Linked DNA regions of Mus musculus: region 1 is linked to region 2. Evidence: chromatin contacts called from public HiChIP or PLAC-seq data. All regions are on one chromosome and are shown on one strand. The core of a region is the stretch at or near the end of the contact, and the rest is flanking DNA. Distances in the headings are between cores, read along the strand shown.

What was found. HiChIP or PLAC-seq counts read pairs in DNA pulled down with a chosen protein or histone mark.
Region 1: an H3K4me3 HiChIP or PLAC-seq map of the SCID.adh cell line shows a contact between it and region 2, with 11 read pairs. The contact joins the enhancer-like site here to the promoter of Pvt1 in region 2. A contact is called at or near these places in 1 of 39 promoter capture datasets (the SN4741 cell line), 1 of 15 datasets of contacts at CTCF or cohesin (large pre-B cells) and 5 of 115 datasets of contacts at active chromatin or transcription factors (the 230-238 cell line, the NIH/3T3 cell line, the SCID.adh cell line and 2 more).

Annotation. Positions count from the first base shown.
Region 1 is chr15:63,603,162-63,606,925 of GRCm38.p6, reverse strand. No RefSeq gene overlaps it. Among named protein-coding and RNA genes, the nearest start is that of 4930449C09Rik, 110 kb to the left of the region's middle. Within about 2 kb of position 2,470, at least 22 of the 459 cell types and tissues checked have an H3K27ac peak or open chromatin away from gene starts, as enhancers often do. A contact at or near this core is called in the SCID.adh cell line and acute myeloid leukemia, where this site is marked.
Region 2 is chr15:62,036,294-62,039,893 of GRCm38.p6, reverse strand. Pvt1 (Pvt1 oncogene) reads right to left here and starts at 1,908. Exons shown (of 5, transcript NR_132747.1): 1 at 1,693-1,908.

The DNA of each region.
Region 1 (3,764 bases), core at 1,221-3,720, 1.6 Mb before region 2:
TTTATGTATGCGGGGTATATGTCCCTGTGGAACCACAACGTTCCCGTGGAAGGCAGAAGACAACCTATGAGAGTTAGTTCTTTCCTTTAATCATGTGGACCACTGGGGCTGAACTCAGGTGATCAGGCCTAGATCCAGGCACTATTATTCCCCAAGGCGTCTTTCTGCCCTAATGTGTTTAATGTGGTTCTTGTTCTTAGGTCTTTACTGGTCTTTTTCCAGCCTTTTTCAACCATCAGAAAGCCAGCTTAGCAGCTATCTTCCTATGGATTATAAACCCCTTCTCTGTGATTTTCAAACCACTGTGTACTCATGCGTATCACAATACTTACTGTATAGCATTTGGACCTTTTTCCCTTTATAGTTTAACCATTAGACTATAAGTTCACCGAAATGGGGATCATATCACAGTCACCATTAGTGGCTACTACAGTAGCAGTGGCCTGATGCTAGAAATAATTTATTCTTTCTCTTCTTCCTTTGTGATGACTGTCCAAGGCATATTGATAGACGTCCTTTTTGTGAAGACACTAGCCTGGAGTTACTTCTTGACCCTGGATACTGATGTTGCTTTATCCAGAAATGTCTCCCCCCCTCCTCTTTCTCCATTTGAGTTCATCCTGGGATAATCACATACTGATTGACTTTTAATGCTTTATTTTACATAATTTATCATAAGCAGACCAGCTAAGATGACTCTAAATGTCAAGTGTAAGACAGAAATAGCACTGTATCTTTAGGATGAGACACTCTGGAGAAATGCTGAAGCAGGTTAGAGTCCAGAGTTCTGCTCATAGCTGCACTCATGACCGCACTGAGATGGCAGTCCCTAGACTTCCTTCCTCATTGTAGCACCCAGGGATGAACTCTTTTAGGATCCTTGCAACCAAAACCCCTTTAACATTTCATATTTGAGATAGAAAAAAAATCTTTGTGATGGGTCTTACATTCAAACAAACTCACACAATGACTGAGTGTATACATGAACATTTGCTTTTATTTTTCTTTTCCTTTTAGCAGGTTTTTATATAGCCCAGGCTGCCCTTGAGCTCACTATGGTGCTGAGTTTGACCTTGAATTCCTTGATCCTCCTGCTCCTACTTCCCATGTGAGGGATTTTGTGCGTGTACAACCACAACACATTTTTTTTCTGTATGAAAATCTGTCACTATATTTTTTTGTCAACTCTGCTCTTCTATTCCATGCATCATGACAGACTGTCTCAGCATTGAGTGCTCATGGTCCCTGAGTTTATCTGGAGAAGGCACAGAATTTTCTCTAGGCAAATCTGGACAGTTTTCAGTCTAAGCTTTCTTACTTGTTTGCTTATGTGAGCTGATTCTTTTCTCTAAGCGCTGTCTTTATCACTTAAGAGTTAAAGATGTGTATTTCTGATGGTCGATGGGAGGACTGCTTGAAGGAGGTGCCTGGAAAGAACTTAACAGAGTTAACATGGTAAAGATCATGGTAGAATTTATCTTTTTCCTAAAAGAGGAAATGCTTAAGATGGGAGAGTATTCACGTGACAAATATGACAACTTCTTGTTGGTTTTAATGGTATGTTGCATGTAGCAGAAAATCAACATGCATTCACTCAAAAACATAAGAAAGGGTCTTTCTTGTATTTGGATAATGAGAAAAGGGTCCCCAGGCTCAACTCTAGGGAGTTAAAGGATTTGGAAGCAGTGCTTCTCTGTTGGAGATGCTTCGAGTTCTCGGTGTAATAAGGGTCCAAGGAGCCATTTCCTTTAGTCCTCTGGGGGCATTTGAAAACCTAGATTTCACTGTACAAAGTAGCTCTTTCTCATGCATTTTTATAAAACTACAAACAAAACCTGCTCTTCAGCATTTGTTTCCTTCCCAAGTAATACAGAACAATGATAAATTATTGTTAAAGTCCATTTGTATCCTAAAATGATCTCAGTAAAGTGACATACATTTCTCAGCCTTGAAGGATCTTTTTGTTAAGGCCATCATTCTTTTAGGAGAGAACAAAACATAAACTCTTTAAGGGTGGAAAATGGATGTATTGTCTCAAAATGGGAGACCTTTATTTTTGTCCCAGAGTAATATTTTTATTGATTGAGAATTTCACATCATGCACCCAGATCACACTCACTTTTCAGTGCTCCCAGGTCCATCCCCCACCCTTGTGACTACCCCCTTCATCAAAAAAAAAAAAAAGTCCAATTTTTGTTGTATACTCAGTGTGTCACAGTCAAACTCCCAGGGGCCAGGCCTTAAAAAACAAAACAAAACAAAACAAAACAAAACAAAACAAAACAAAACATCAAAAAACCCAAAACAAGTCCTTCCCACTTGGATCCCACCAGAAGCCATCAACTGTGGAGAGCTACATTTTAGCATCCCTATCACAATTTTTAAGAGTTCCCTTTGGCAGAGGGCCCTGTCCGTGGTCTGCACTGCCACCAGAGACCAGGCTGAGGTCTATGGCACGTGCTGCGTATGCTGGAAACCATGTCGAAGTCCAGGATCCACACTGCTGCTGATTATAAAGGGCAAGAAACCCACTTTTGCAGCGGTATCGATGACTGCAGACTCACACAGTTGGGAAAGAGGGTCATAAAAGGCTTCTGTGCAACTCCTACCCACAACCTCCTTCAAAGAAGTAACAATTTAGATAGGAATGCATGAAAGAAAACAGAAGGCTTTACAAAAGGGGCAATAGGTAAACTGTATGCCTCTGAGAGTCCCACTAATTCTGCATCCCTAATTTTTCCTGATCCTTGCTCCCCCTAGCCATTGAAATACTAGAGACCTCTGTGGAGTTTTGCTACCACGTGTGGCATTGCCATGCCTTTTACAATCACTCTGTACTTAACCTTTCAGAAACGATGAGCTCAGACAATCCTCCCTCCTTTACGAAGTCTATGTTAGGCACTGTTGCCATTGCGTTGGGAAAGCAATGAATGCTTGGTTACACTGCTCCTTACTTGGGCTCCCCTAACCAAGTGACTTAGTCAATGTTTCTCTCAACATCCTGACAGCTGGAAGGGAGCTATTTAATAATGTCTTCATACCAAGAAAAGGAGATCATTAGGAACCAGTGCATAGCTCAGCATTGGGCATGTCACAGGAGCTCATGATATCTCAATGTTTGGTTGCATTAACTAGTGTACAAAAAGGTAGAAATATGGACCCCTCCCAGTGTGGGGTGGTGTGGGGTGGCTAATATTTCAGGGCTTGGGGAGTGCTGTTGGGCTCAAAATGTGAGTTGGCTGAAGTTTTACGGAGTGATGGAAAGCACTCTGAGCGTGTAGGTTCAAAAAGGTTTGGTGCAACTTTTATGGCTTCGAGTCTAAAACTGGATTCATTTGAAATGAAGTTGGAGAGCGAAGCTATTACTCAATGCTTCATGTATGTATTTGGAAACTGAATGTTCTCTGGCAGGCTCCTTTTCAGCTGTGACACAATCTTTGGATCCTTCCCTGCCTGCCTGCCAGTCCAGCTTCCATGGAGGAGAGCTATTTCTAATAACTGCAGCCAGACTTCAGTTTTCAGTGAAGATTAGCCTCGTTGATTCTTCCAGCTAGTGGGAGATGTGCCCCTGCCTCAGAACCCACAAGCATCTTATGGTTATTTATGGAAAGGCCCGTCTGTCTTAACCGACACTCTGCATCACTTCTGACAGATCCCTTGTGCAACACATGACAAATGACTTGCAATGATGTGCTTGGACGGAAGCATGTAACTTTAAAATTTTCATTGATCACCAACTAACTGCATTTAGAGTCTCACACATT
Region 2 (3,600 bases), core at 659-3,158:
GCTGCCTGCCAGCCTTCCACGGTCAAAGAAGACAAGAATCGGATCCGTGGAGATGGTAAGAACTCAGCAGACAGACTTTCAAGGAGCAAATAATACAAATTACCAGAAACAACAGAAAAGAGACACCTTTCCAGTTCTGTAAACTGCTGTCACAGAAGCAAAACAGGATGAGTCAGAGGAGAATCAATCAAAAAAAAAAAATCAATTTCTTCTACTTTTCAAGGGAAGCTGGTTTATGCAAAATCCTGCACTCAATAGGTAAAGCAGCAAGAAACAGCCACCCTTAACCAGGCAAAACAACAAGGCAGTCCCATACAGTCACTCCCTAACAGAGTGGGGTGGGGGTCCCAGCACAATAGCCCACAATGTCTTAAACCAGCCTTAATGTCTCACCAGATCCATCATGAACCTAGTTGAGTTCAAATAACCGTAAGGCACATCCTCACCTCCGAGATGTAACTAGCACACATCCAAGCACTGAGAGCAGGCCACCACGAGGTTTTTCCCAGTCATGGAGTCCATGTGACGTTTCTGATTTCCTGACAGCTTTGCTCCTTCTAAATCTTTTAAGAAGTCCCACTTGGAGCTCCAAGGATAGAAACACAAACGCTTTCCCACTGGCTAGAGCTTTAAGAAGGACTAGCTATGACCATAGGACTGTGCAAGTGAACAAGCCCAAACTTGTCACTGCCCATATGCAAAACAGGCCTGCAACATCCTACCACATGCACTTCAACAGAGACCTGCATCCTTAGCCCTCCCCAACACACAGACACACAGACAGACAAACAGACAGACAGACAGGCAAGCAGGCAGGCACACACACACACACACACACACACACACACACACACACACACATTTGGCTTTCTCTAGGTCAAATGACAACAACCCCTTAAAAACACAAGAGCAGAAAGGAAACAAAAACCTCACTTCTCCCTATACTCTCTTAAGTGATTTCTCTCCTTAAGCTTCTAGAACGTTCTGGAGAGCTCAAAAGGACAGATTATCACCCACTAGTAAACTAGTAAGAAAATCCATGATGTGTCTACACATAGGCACATGTAGCTTCATGGCTGCGCTTCCTGGAAGTCTGCACAGTTCTCCCACACCACTCATAGGTACAGCAGAAAATACTAGCCAAGAAAGGGCCAATCTAGTTAAAGCAACAAGCTATCCAAAAAGAATTAGCAAGGATGAAGGCGTGGGGGCCTTCCACGAACACAGGAACGCAATACAAAAGCACAGAAAGTTTCCTGACACAGGGAGTTTTAGGAGATCACCTTCTTTCTGCCCCGAGGGGGTGTCTCGGAGGAGGGCTGGCCAAGGATGGAGGGAGCATCACTAGACTAGACTCAGACTTCCAGTTTCGTAAATGAGGCCTCCAAACCACATCAGCGGCCCCAAATCTGCGCTGATTGCAGGGGGCGTCTCTCTCTTTTAGACCTGAGGAAATGGGCTCTTGATCAAGTGCATAAATCCAGAATTACCTCTATGTAGAGGCCATCCTGGGAAATCTCCCTCGCACCCACACTTCTCACCCACACCCAAACTCTCTGGCAATCTCGAGTCTAGTGATGAGGAAAAGTGCAAGGTTAACACGCGCTCGTGGGAATGCAAAAGCCACTTTCCTCTATCCAGACTCTGCATCCCTGGGCTCCAGAGTTTCCAGGGGATAAACTTGGAACTTACAAGAGGGTGGATCCAGCCGTGACTCCGAGGTCACCGGGGCTGCCAACATCCTTTCCACGCGGATATCCACTCGGGGGGCTCTGGGAATGCTAAGTTCGTAGCTTCTCTTCATCCTGGCCTTGCCGAGCCCGCTTGACCAGTGGGTCCATGTGCTCGGCGGCCACACGCGCTCTGCCTGGTAGAGCGCGGGGCTGGCGGGTGGCCCGTGACGTCACGGCGGCTCGCTCCCGGCCGCGGGGGAGGGGGAGAAGCGCGCGCCACCGGGCAGGCCGCGTGTGTCCCCGATCTCCTGGTGTCTGGAGGTTTCTGACCTGAGGGATCCAGCTCGCCCCTCTGCCTGCTGCCCTAGGCAATGAAGGGGCATCAAGCCTGAGAGGAGAACCGCATGGAGGTGGCGTGCCACTGAGGCTGCTTAATGCCCAGATGGCCCTAGTAGAGAGCACACTCTGTCAGTCCTGGGCTGGGAGGTTCTAGCTGCACTCAAACCTAGGTCCTACATAGGTCCCACACAGCCTGGGGCTATGCCCAGGCGAGGTCAACTAGCTTTCCCACCTCCCCTCCCCACCCTCCCCTCCCCCACACTATTCCTTTTTAAGGTAGACATCCCATCCCCCTTCACCTTGAAGCTTAGCAGTCTTCCCACTTTTCGGATAGGGAAGGAGACTCCAGTGAATTAAAAGGACCAAACTGCTCAGAAAATAGGTCAGTAGTTCCTACAGAAGACCCCCCCGAATCTGTTCTATTTCAGAACTCTCATCTGAGAGCAGTCCTGGGTACCATCCATCATCTGTGGTTCTGGAGAGAAGGACGTACTAAGCAAACTCTAGCTGAGAGAGGACCACCTGTCTGCAGCATCCTCCATTCTTGGTCCGTACAGGGTATTACACTAACCTCTCAAATGTGCAAAAGCCTCTGCAAAGAACGAAGGCTGGTGTGAAAGGCACGCGTATACCACGATATTCTTTTCGCTGTATTCAATCCAGCACCGAACAGGTGCACGTCTCTAGTACCATTTAGTCAAGCGCGGCAACGTGCTACAACCAGAAAGGGGAATGAAAGATGAGGTAGACTCAGATCCTAGAGGGAAACCGGAGTCCTGTGGAAAGCGGGTTGCATAACTAGGTGATACCAGGATCGCGGAAAGTAACGCGGGTCCACTCTTCTCTCAGCACACTATACCTCACTTTATTTCAATCTCTCAGAGAGTCTTTATCTCCTCCCTCCCTCTACGTTCCCCCTTCAATGTCTTCACTTTCATTACTTCTTAGCCACATGAAGATGTCTCTGTTGAAGAGAAAATTTACCATACTCGTGTGTGCCAGTGCGATATGCACGGATAATCGCGCTGTGTGTGGTTGGTTTCCACCCTGAGAGTGACCGAACAGATCTTCCGATTATCTCCTTCAGATTATCTCCTTCTTGTGCTAGAGAGTGAAGAGGGTTCTGAATTCTATGTCTGTATGTGCTTTCGATGTGTCAGACATTTCCCAAACCACCTGCTGCGACCTTGGGGAGAAGCAACCACAGGCTCTCAGAGGCCCAGTTTTAAAGACAACTTCAGTAACAAATCCCTGAAGATGCCACCTGCTCCTTCCAGTTAGTCCTGTACACTAGACCTCCCAACGGCTGAAGACCTTCACCCAGGTTCATTCAGCTTTAGTCTCGACCCAGTTTGCCCTTCCCTGGGACTAAATTTTGCTGCGCTAATTTTAGGCTAATATTTTCCCCCGATATAATATAAAAATATCATTTGGGAATTTCACATAATACACTCTAATAGCACTCTTATCCCGATCCTCCCATGTCAGTCCTCCCCACCTTTGTGAACATCCCTACCACCACCACCACCACCACCACCACTGGAAAGTCATAGAGCCACTGGAGTATGGCCACACTCCTAGGGACCAG